Linked DNA regions of Mus musculus: all the other regions are linked to region 3. A link is a contact called in public HiChIP or PLAC-seq data. All regions are on one chromosome and are shown on one strand. Each heading gives the region's core, a stretch centred on a gene start, on an enhancer-like site or on the middle of the called end of the contact. The rest is flanking DNA. Distances are from core to core; before and after follow the strand shown. Region 1 overlaps Tbc1d5 (TBC1 domain family, member 5). Region 2 has its middle 40 kb from the start of C330011F03Rik. Region 3 has its middle 140 kb from the start of Gm41600.

Region 1 (3,884 bases), core at 603-3,102, 1.5 Mb after region 3:
ATAAGTCAACTTTAAAAAGCCATATTAAATATGGAATTCATGAAAGGAGATTTATTCACTGTGGCCACATTGGGAAGAGGGACAAAAATCTAGAAAATGTTTCAAGTTTGTCTTCAGTGTCCTGAAGGGAGATCACATTTAAAGAGAGGACCAAGGATATGCACAAGTAAGCAGTCCCACTCAGGGTGTGCTCCATCCACCACTATCGGATCCCCAGTCTCACCCTATTGGGTGATCTACAGGTTGTTAGGGTTGTGAGAAAACTCTTTCCTGGAAACAAAGGTCCTCTTTTGGTTGCTGCCTTTTCCTTTATGTAACATTAAATTTCCTGAGAAAATTCCAATTTGTTTGAGGCCCATTGTTTCAGTAGTCTTGATAGTCAAGTTGACTCAAGCGTCTCTTTAAGATATCTCCATTTCTGTTAGACTGGTTACAGTTTCCTACTTTCTGTCTTAGCATCTCACTCTTGAGGTGCAACATGTCTATATTGGAAACAAATATAATGCAAATAGGGAGTAAAATTAGAACATGTTTTCTTAATGTGGGGCAGCAATGCATGCAACCCATTTTCATAAGCTCTTGGTCTTTTGTTACTTTTAGAAAGGTTGGCTCAGGCAGTTTCATCTTGTTGTTTTGAGAGGGTCTTTTCAAAATGCCTAGGCTGGCCACAAATTTATGAACCTCTTCTTTTAGCTTTACAACTCACAGGAAAGCACACCATGACTTCTGTGACTTTATATCAGTTCTTCCAACAATCCCCCCCCCCCCAAGCCCCTTGCTTCTGAATAGTATTTTCTGAAGACAAAGTCTAGTGCTTTGTTTTCCATAGTCCTTCAATGCTGGGGAATGATCACCCTGGTTGGTCTGGTTTGATCCCATGTTTGGAGATATAAGTCAGGGAGTTCATGCCAATAAACCCTTTATACCCAAGCTAAGCATATGGTGTACTGAAGAAATGACCTTTAGGTCAGACATGCGAAATCCATTCTGTTTGTGCTATGGGTAATATCCTAGCATCTCAAAAATGTCATTCGGGTTCCTTATCAGAAGCTATACTTCTCTAGTTATATTCTGTAGAATGTTATAAGGCTTTTCACTACCATAGCTACCAAATCATACACAATTGTAAGCCATAAGTCTTTTACAAAAACATAACCAGTACTAAAACTACTATAAACCCTGTAAACAGTGTGGTCAGGATCTGCCTGCAATCATCCACATTTGCCTATATGTATAGTTAAAGAGCCTATAGTTAAAGATTCTGAAACAGAATGGTTTTAAGTCTTCCAGTTATACAAGTCACTGATAGAGAAGGAGACATAAACCATGAATGAGTGGAACTTCCACCCCAGTCACTACTCACATTACTCAGATTACCCCAGTGTGACTAGAACACTTTACAGGGCACACAGAGCTGCTTAAGCCTCTAGGATTAGACTGCAGGGGTTCTCTTGGATGAGAGGCTGGGCTGTTGCCCTCTTCCACACAGGGAACAGGACCTTTTTTCACCTAGAGCAGTATTCACCTAAGTAAGACAGAACCAAACAGTCAGGAAGAGATAGATCAATTTCTTCTAGAATGGCTGAGAGAACAGGCAGAGGTTTTGACTTCCTCTGAGTGCCCTGGCCAAGACAAATGTAATTTAGAGTCAATACCACAAGAGCACAGGTTGTAAGCCAGAATGGAAGTACTTTTTACAAGAGAACGATTGTTTACTACAGGGAAACTGGTGGCTGCAACACTTGGGAGCTGCTGGTGTAATCATAGCAAAAGGCAGTAGCCAGCTGCTGTGCAGCCACTTTCACCCCTGGAAAGCAGGATATTGCAGCATGGGTGGTCAGCCCACTGTGGCCTGTGAGCCTTCAGGAAGTCATGTGCTGTCTCAGAGATAGTAATGGCTACAGTCTTGCAATGACTCACTACTTCCCCATTTTAGATCTGTTTCTCCAACCAATATAACTGACAAAAACACACAAAGTGAAATAGACACACATCTCTCATACTGAGAGACACATAGTAAAGTCAGCCAGGGGTGGCTACCATACACTCATGTATCTGAACAGGCCAGGTGAGTTCTGTGATGCAGAATCTATGCTCCTGTATGTCTTCTCCTCTTGTGTCCTACCTAGATGTCACCTCCTGCAGATGACACTTAACCTTTGGAGTCATCCGAATCAGATGACTTTTGTCTTTTGGGGAACTGGATTCAGATGCTTCTAGAGTACTAGACAGTGATTGTTGGGAGAGGTTTTCCCCAGCGCCTGGGATAAATCAAGGTACATACCCTCTAGGACTCCTCTATAGCCAGAGTATTCCTTCCTACTCCTGTGGGTACCATCAGTTTTGGGATCCAGTCTCTAAGGCTCTCACTGGGGCATGGGCACAACCTGAACCTCTAAAATGCTTCAGGGAGTCCACCAGTTATGTCATAGCCCACAGTCAGTTAAAAGTCAATTCCTGTTAGTTGGGAGTACACTTAGATATTCTGTACCTAAATGTAGTATCGGACATTTAGATCAAAGTGCTTTTAAAGGCAAAACCCTATCCTGTATCTCATCTGGCAGTTATAGGTGGATATTTTGTGCAAGCAAGCAGTTTGGCAGAAGCTATAATACACAATAAACTGGAGTTTTAATAAAACAATAAATAACGTTTTGCTCAAGCAGGTAGTGTAACAGAAGCCCAGATAAATTAGCTGGGGCATCTTGACCTTAGTTTTTTAGAATCATTTAAGTAATTTTCCACAGGTTTCTCCATCAAAGAGATCAAATTATAGTTAAATCTGAAATGGACTCAGCAAGAATACAAGGTAGAGGAAACTCTGTACTATCTTGCCCTTTTATAGTAGGAAAGGCCTGTATTGAGGCAGCCTAATGAAACTCCTTATTCAAATATATTTTTCTTGCTTTCTGTTTTCTGTAAGATCAGTTCTAGAAGTGTTTAACAATTGCCTTGCCATTGAATTTTAAAATCCTAGGAAAGTTAACACATTGGTCCAGTTGCATGAATGCAAACTTGAATTAGAAAATGCATTTATTAATTAGGGCATACTTAACATTTTTCTAGATACCTTCTAATTTGTTAGTTTGTATAAAATCAATAACCAATTACTTTGATATCTGTTATGGTGTGTAGTAATAGTTAAATTTGATAATTAGTTTGTCATAGATTTTAAAATATAATAATATAATAATTTTTAATTTTCATTATTATCAAGTTTGTCATTTCTGTTAATAATTATGCATTATAAAATGGTAAATGCAAGTAATTATAGGTTTCAAATTTTATAAGCTATTTTTAAAGTAACAATTCTTTAATAGAAAATACATTTTACAAATTATATATACTTTCTGATTCATTACTTCTTGGAATTTTGAAGGACTCATAATTTTTTTAATTGAGTATGAAGGTTCCAGTGAGTTTGATTTATAGTGATAGATGTTTTGTAATATTAATGATATGCTTGAAAACATTTATCTTGGATTTTTTGTATGAACTTTGAAACTTTAGATTCAAAATTCTTTTAATATTGAATGAATGTATTCAATTATCAACTAAAAAACATGAATGAGATTAGTTACCATTGTTAACAAATGGCAGTTAATACCCTGCAAATAGTTTCTATTTGAATTTTTTAGATACAACAAAAAAGATATTAACTCCCTATAGTGTTTCAGTTAATGGATGTCTTTTCATTTTTATTAAGTTTTGCACACCCATTATTAATACTGTCTTAAGGAACCAAAAAAAAAAAAAAACCAAACCAACTTTTCTTAAGACAAAATGGTGTTAGTCATCCAAAGTTTTAATAAAATTCTTACTTGTATTTTTTTTTTTTAGACTGTATTTATAGATTGTCACTTGATGAATCAGTCTTGTCTAAA
Region 2 (3,497 bases), core at 538-3,037, 1.0 Mb after region 3:
CTTTCCTAAACAGATTTAGTCTGATACAAATAATATCCCCAAATATTCTACTCTGCTTTACCAAGCCGCGACACTCAGAAGGAATCTTGACCTTGACCTTGACCCATCCTGAGGAGGTCTCCCAGCAAGAGCCTTGTGATGCTGTTAGCGGATGCCTGTGGTTCAGACTTGCAGGCTTTGAGGTGGGGGAGAAGAAAAGAAACCCAGAGGAGGGCAGCAGGACACAGAGAGAGAGAGAGAGAGAGAGAGAGAGAGAGAGAGAGAGAGAGAGACAGAGAGAGAGAGAGACAGAGACAGACAGAGACAGAGAGAGAGAGACAGAGACAGAGACAGAGAGAGAGACAGAGACAGAGAGAGAGACAGAGACAGACACACACACACACACAGAGAGAGAGAGAGAGAGAGACAGCAAGGAAGACAGAACACTCACACAACGGCCCTCTACCTGTACCTCACGATGCCAGCCAGAGGCCCTACATGTGTCCTTGCCAGGAGAAACAACTTGGTATTTTTGGGAAATGCTGATTCTAGGGATTAATTTCTAAATGTTTGGAACAAGATGGGGAGTGCTCTTAAAAAAATACAAGTTGAAATGAAATACAGCTCATTTATTAGCATCTGAAACAAGAATGCATATTGCCCACACACTAAGTACCTTTAAAGTTATGTATCAAATGAACAACAAAAGTCTAATGTATTTTACTTTCTTGACAAAAGCAAGAAAAAACGAGAAATCCCTACTTTCACAATCTGCAAGCGATACCATGTGAGCCGATTACCAAGGCGTTCCAGAGTTTTAAGGGGTACAGGTAGGTACTTAAGCTCTATTAGCTTCCTGATAAATCCATTTCTAACTAGACCTCAGAGAGATGCTGGGATATCGGAAGCATATAAATGCAGCTTGGTAGTTAGCACTGGACACCACCACACAGTTAAAAGTGGCCTGTATATGTATTTTTAAACCTCTTTTTGTCTTGAAGAATGGAAGCTTTCCCTTTTCTTTGTCTAGAAAGGTCTTCAATCAGAGAAATCCTCTTTCCTTCGCCTGTCTCCAGTCAGATCCTAAGGCCAGCCTCACTCATCACTCCCTAATCCTCAGGCAGCACCCTTTCGTGCCTGTACTGGGATCGGTTCTCTTCCTGAGACCCTGCACAGACTTGTTTCCCTGCTTGCAGTTAGAGAAGGGGCCAGAAACTCATGCCCCACGTTTCACTCCCCAACTCTACAAGGCACAGTCAAACCCCTAGGACAAATTGCTGAGTGCTCCAAGTCTCAATTTCCCAGTCGTCCCATGGGTTGGCTCAATGGACATCTTCTCAGCCACACCCTAAAGCCCTAATAGCTGACAGGAGATGAGAGATGAGTGGAGCCATGCTTATGAAAAGCTTGGCACTCTTTAGTGGAGACACACTGTTTAATTACAAGAAAATGTATTCATGGGTCAAAGAGTCCCCCCACCACCCCACCACCCCACCGCACCTCCATTTTTAGTGAAAAATCCTGGAAGTGCTACAAACTGAAGCTTGTGTGTACATTTTGCACCTGTGGCAGGAGAAATGTTTATCTAAAGAGGACACACTGAAGTGTGGTTAGAACAAGAGAAGAAATGAAAAGAAAGGGAGATCGCTATCAGTCTTGCTGACACTTAAAGTGAAAGGGAAACGGAAGGGAGAGGGGGAGGGGAATAGGAGGGGGAGGGGCAGTGTCATGGAGAGAAAACAGGAAACAGGCATCAAGGTTTAAACTTAGACAACAGCATGAGCCACACACCATTATGGCCCAGCCTCATCCTGTCTTTCTGTTATCTAGGCTGAGTATACTCTGCTTCACACAGATGAGAGATCAGAGCTTCCAAGAGTACAGCTTCACTCATGGGCAACACCAGAGCTAGTTTACAGCAGCGATAGGAACACAGCCCCGTTTCTGCGACCCTTGGAGAGGTTCCTCCCACCGTGCGTTTGGAACACTGACTGTGTGTTCCAAACCAGGCTGGTACAAAAGTCTACTCATGACTAAGTTTATCGATTTCAAGTACACAGATTGCTGGTGTTATTGGAATTTTCAAGTGTGAGATCTTCAAGGTCATCTTTAAGAAAAATTATAATTCCTTCTATACTAGTTGGGTTCTTCATAATACACTTTAGTTGTTTATTGACCTGCAGAGCACTGTGGTATGGGTCAGATATCTTTGCCTTCTAGGAGCTTATAGTCTTCCTTGAGGGAGGAGAACTTAAATTATCAAAGCTTGAGAGATAGGCCCAGATGAGGACATGGTGATGGTGATAAGGTGTTCAAGGATTTGCTAAAAGAGGTTGGAAGGGATCACTAGAAGGTTGGGGTGGGTTAGCTCCCACCAGCTCCCACTAGTGAGTTCAGAGAGGAAAATAAACATGTGTGACCAGCATTCAGAGCTCTGTACAGGGCACACCATGGATGGGATTTATGGGCATTGAGACAGTGAGTTCACCCGTCTTGTTGGTGCAGAAAATGGGATACATGGCTAAGAAGAAAAGTCCAGACTGGGGAAGGCAGAATGGAATAGAGACTTTATCCTTGAGCTATAAGAAGTCATTGTGACTTTGTCCAGGGTGCAATCAATGTCAGAATCAATGTAGTATGGTGTTCTATCAAGAGGAAAAGCAGTTTAAAGACCTTCTCAGATTGGCAGTGACCCTAAAGAGGTTAAACATGGCTGTCTAATTCATTGTGTCACCAGTGAGCTTTTATCAGTACAAATGGGGAAAAGTAAGTGGCCTCTGATGCTCCCCAAAGACCAAGTATAAAAGCATCCTCCCGATTAGGAGTCATTGAAAAGTAGGATGACGTCCAGTTCTAGAGACCCATCTTGTCCAACCCCTTCCCCCAGACAAAATGTGTGTCCAAAGGAGAATTATCAGACAGAAATCAAAAACAATGTGTGGAAGATGGAGGGCGGAAGTCAGAATTAGCACTACTCAAAAGCTGGCCCAGCCAACAGCCACCATGCTCCCCCCAACACCATCTGCTGCCTCCTCAGTAGAGCTGAGAGGAAATCCACAGGCACATGTGGCTGCTTGTTCCAGCCTGGTTAACAGTTCACCAGGGACAGCCCAAGTCCTTGCGCAACCACAACTGTCACTTGCAAAGAGGAAGAAGAGCACCTGGGGGCTCTGGCCTTAAAATAAGACCCCTGAACCCTCAGATAAACCCACCCGTGTCCAACTTGTCACTTCATAAATTTTTATTACTCTTAACGTTGGACTTCTACATTTCTGCAGTATGGGAAGCAAATCTTTGAGTTGAGTGTGATTTACCACAACCGTTTCATCTTATTTTGTGTTGAGTGTGTGTGTGTGTGTGTGTGTGTGTGTGTGTGTGTGGTGTGTAGACCAGTCCATGCAAGTGCAAGTATATAAGTGTAAGAGAACCTTTAAAAGAAAACTAAATAGCAGTTCATCTGTACCTGGAGCAGGAAAGTCTGTCAATCAAATATAGAGTTTATGTTTAAACAAGTCAAG
Region 3 (3,818 bases), core at 207-2,706:
CATCACTGTGTAATAATACTTACATACAGTGTTTGAAATAGGTCAAGTTCAAGTGATTGTTTTTTCAAAAGAAAGAGTGTTAGCATCCCAAGTTGATCTTTGAACTTATGTCAAGGATTATCAGCTCCATTGACTCTTCCACTAGGGCACTGAGACGTTGATAAGGGTCTAAGTAAGTTCTGTGATGTCATGAAATTTATTAGTGACCAAGTGGCAAGGAGGGGTTAGAAACGGGTTTATTAATTTTGTAGTTTTCATTTGGTTAACAAATACATATTGTGGGATGCCCAATAGATTCCCTAGTTAGATTCTGGGTTGGAGTAGCAAAAAGAGGGTGTGAAAATACAATAAATGCCAACTCCCCCTTAACTTTGCTATCTTCAACCAGCAATGAAAGCATCTGTTGTCCCAGGAAGCTAGGTAGTGGTTTCTAGCGGTGTCCAAGCAGGAGTGGTTCTGTGACTCATTGAAGAGAAACAGCCTCAAGTGATTCTCAAGGCAGTGGGATATATTTGATTAGAGTTTTATGTATTTGGATTTGTTTATTTGAATATGGCAATATGGGGACCGACCATAGAGTAGCAGTAACTATTTTAGACAGAGGCAGAAGGTAGAGGCATCAATCACGTGAACAATGATGATGTCTACTTGTCATTCATATTTGCTTATTTGTCTGAGGAAGGGTCTTCATATCTATCCCAGGTTGTAACTCAAGATTCTACTGGCCCAGCCTCTCCTCTCCAGTATTAGGATTATGGGCCTGTGCTATCAAACTGGTACTTTTTCATACTCTAGCATCCATAAAACTTGAGCTGTGTTAGAATCAATTGTAAAAGAAACTTACAGGAGCTGAAGAGGAGGCTTATTAGTCCCAAAAGTTTATTGCTCTTTCAGAGGGCCAGAGTTTTAGTCCCAACCCTCAAATCAAGTGGCTCACAACCACCTGTAATTTCAGCTCCAGAGGATCAGACACCCTCTTCTGGCCTCATAGGCACAATTCAAACACACACACAAACACACACACACACACACACACACACACACAAACACACACAAACACACACAAACACACACACACACACAAACACACACACACACACACACACACACACACACAAAGAAGGAAATTTACTAGCCTTGGGAGTTTAGAGTAAGACATAATAAATAAGTGATAGCATTTCAATTAGCTTCACAGTCGAAAATTTGATAACAGGTTCTGGTAAAATAAAAGAAGAAATTATGCATTCATTTATTTTGTGTGCTTGGAAAATTGTGAAAGGGTTCAAGCAGCATATTGAAGTTGCTGAGGGAGGCCCTATTGCATGGGCCAACAACAACCAGTGAACGTTTCAGGGGAGTTTGTTTTTATTCTTCTTTGTTTTGCAACAGAGTCTCCCGAGGTAACCCAGGCTGACCTTGAAACCACAGTCTTCCTGCTTCAGCTTCCCAAGTGGCTGGATTACATGTGTAAATCACCACAACCACAGGCCGACTCTTGAAAAAGGATCTGTAGTATAAGACGGTGGTGTTTAGGAAGTTAAATTGAAAACAATGTGTAGCTATGATGAGAGTGAAAAAGAAGGCCACTGGGGAGTAGCTCCTGTAGTGAAGGAGGGACACAGCTGCACCTGCAAATACACGCTCACTTCACAAACCATCCTAAAAGTCACCATTTGGTATTTATGCCTCAGTTCTATAATTGGTACCTTGGCCATTTGAACTAGTCTCACTGTTAATCTGCAGTCTGTTATTAGAACTACCTATGCCAGGTGGGCTTTGATGGGAATGGCATGTGCAACTTCTGTGCATTTGTCAGGGTGGTCTTGTAGCTCATCCTTTGGGTGGGGCTTCCTCATCACCTCTGCCAAACAGCTTTTGCAGAGTTGCAGTAGCTTCTTCTTTAGAAGTCTGATACAGAAAATGTGGTACATTTACACAATGGAGTACTACTCAGCTATTAAAACCAATAGATTTATGGAATTCTTGAACAAATGGATGGATCTGGAGGATATCATCCTTAGTGAGGTAACCCAGTCACAAAAGAAGTCATTAGATATGCACTCACTGATAAGTGGATATTAGCCCAAAAACATAGAACACCCAAGATACAGTTTGCAAAACAAGAAAATCAAGAAGAGGGAAGACCAATGGGTGGATACTTCATTCCTCCTTAGAATAGGAAACAAAATACCCATGAAAGGAGTTACAAAGACAAAGTTTGGTGGTAAGATGAAAGGATGGGCTATTCAGAGACTAACCCACCGGGGGATCCATCCCATAAACAGCCACCAAACCCAGACACTATTGCACAATGCCAGAAAGATTTTGCTGAAGGAACCCTGTTATATCTGTCTCATATGAGGCTATTCCAGTGCCTGGCAAATACAGAAGTGTATGCTCACAGTCATCTATAAGATGGAACACAGGGCCCCCAATGGAGAAGCTAGAGAAAGCACCCAAGGAGCTGAAGGGGTCTGAAACCCTATAGGTGGAACAACAATATGAACTAACCAGTACCCCCAGAGCTCATATCTCTAGCTGCATATGTAGCAGAAGATGGCCTAGTCGGCCATCAGGAAGAGAGGCCCTTGGTATTGCAAACTTTATATGCCCCAGTACAGGGGAATGCCAGGGCCAAGAAGCGGCAGTGGGTGGGTAGGGGAGCAGGGCGGGGGGAGGGTATAGGGAACTTTCGGGATAGCATTTGAAATGTATAGAAAGAAAATATCTAATATAAATAAATAAATGAATGAATGAATGAATGAATGAATGAATGAATGAATAAATAAAAGACTGATAGAAATCAGGAGTGGCAGGACTCTGGATTGCCCTTTGCTGGGTGAGTCTTGTTAAAGACTGGACCTTACGCCTTGTTGATCTCTTTAGGTTTTCTACATCCACCACTTAATTTTAGCATTTTTCTCCCATTTATTCTAAGTTTTTCCAATTAATTGACATGAACTTCAAAGTAGTCTCTAAGGATCTTTTTTATCTTTCTTGTTTCAATAATAAAGAATGTATGTGTGTATATCTGTGTGTATTGTCTCTCCATGTGTCTGTATGTGTATCTACGTGTACATAGATACATGTATGGAGGTCAGAGATGGACACTGGCTATCTTCTAGCATTCTCAACTTTGTTTTCTTATCTGTTTAATTTTGTTTATTTATTAATGAGGTAACTAATCTCACTAAATCTGAAAGATTGCTATTTTGGCTGGATTATCTGGCCAGCCAAGTACCTGTAGTATCTTATTGCCTCTGTATCACTCTAAGCCCCCATGTTGGGGATACAAAGTTTTACTGTAATCTGCTTTTTCATGGAGATTGGAGATCCAAAGTCAGGTTATCCTGAAATGTTTCTTTGTGTTGTGGGCATTCATTACTACTGTAAGTTTCTCTCTGAGAACGGCATTTGCTGTTTCCATGTATTTCAACGTATGGTGTTTCCATTTAAATTTACTTCAAGATTTTTTTTTGTTTCCATTTTCAGTGATGCATTATTGTTCTGTGGCATGTTGTTCAGTTTCTATGAATTTTTAGTTTCTGGAATATCTCTGCTTATTAATGTCTAGCTTGATTCTGTTATCAGAGAAGGTATATAACATGAATTCAATTATTTGCATGTGGAAAGAATAATTTTGTTCCCTAAAATAGAATCTATTTGAGTTCCAGGTACTGAAGGAAACAGTGTATGTTATATAATTGTTGGGTAAAGCTTTCTGTAAATGTCTGTCTCAATCTACAGCACAACTTCATTCTACTGCTTCTTTGTTAGGTTTCCGTTTTGGTATCCACTGATGAAAGTAAGGTGTTAGT

Evidence for each region. HiChIP or PLAC-seq counts read pairs in DNA pulled down with a chosen protein or histone mark.
Region 1: a contact with region 3 is called in an H3K27ac HiChIP or PLAC-seq map of large pre-B cells, with 15 times the contacts expected there. The contact joins two enhancer-like sites. A contact is called at or near these places in 1 of 15 datasets of contacts at CTCF or cohesin (large pre-B cells), 5 of 484 Hi-C or Micro-C datasets (cerebellar granule neurons, cerebral cortex, cortical neurons and 1 more) and 1 of 115 datasets of contacts at active chromatin or transcription factors (large pre-B cells).
Region 2: a contact with region 3 is called in a RAD21 HiChIP or PLAC-seq map of pro-B cells, with 18 times the contacts expected there. The contact joins two enhancer-like sites. A contact is called at or near these places in 1 of 15 datasets of contacts at CTCF or cohesin (pro-B cells), 5 of 484 Hi-C or Micro-C datasets (CD4 T cells, CD8 T cells, the HPC-7 cell line and 2 more) and 3 of 115 datasets of contacts at active chromatin or transcription factors (double positive thymocytes, large pre-B cells and thymic regulatory T cells).

The regions. Positions count from the first base shown.
Region 1 is chr17:50,991,784-50,995,667 of GRCm38.p6, reverse strand. The region is part of intron 3 of Tbc1d5 (TBC1 domain family, member 5); the gene reads left to right. Among named protein-coding and RNA genes, the nearest start is that of Gm31083, 110 kb to the right of the region's middle. Within about 2 kb of position 1,852, at least 121 of the 459 cell types and tissues checked have an H3K27ac peak or open chromatin away from gene starts, as enhancers often do.
Region 2 is chr17:51,406,786-51,410,282 of GRCm38.p6, reverse strand. No RefSeq gene overlaps it. Among named protein-coding and RNA genes, the nearest start is that of C330011F03Rik, 40 kb to the left of the region's middle. Within about 2 kb of position 1,787, at least 90 of the 459 cell types and tissues checked have an H3K27ac peak or open chromatin away from gene starts, as enhancers often do. A contact at or near this core is called in CD8 T cells, double positive thymocytes and pro-B cells, where this site is marked.
Region 3 is chr17:52,446,534-52,450,351 of GRCm38.p6, reverse strand. No RefSeq gene overlaps it. Among named protein-coding and RNA genes, the nearest start is that of Gm41600, 140 kb to the right of the region's middle. Within about 2 kb of position 1,456, at least 26 of the 459 cell types and tissues checked have an H3K27ac peak or open chromatin away from gene starts, as enhancers often do. A contact at or near this core is called in CD8 T cells, double positive thymocytes and pro-B cells, where this site is marked.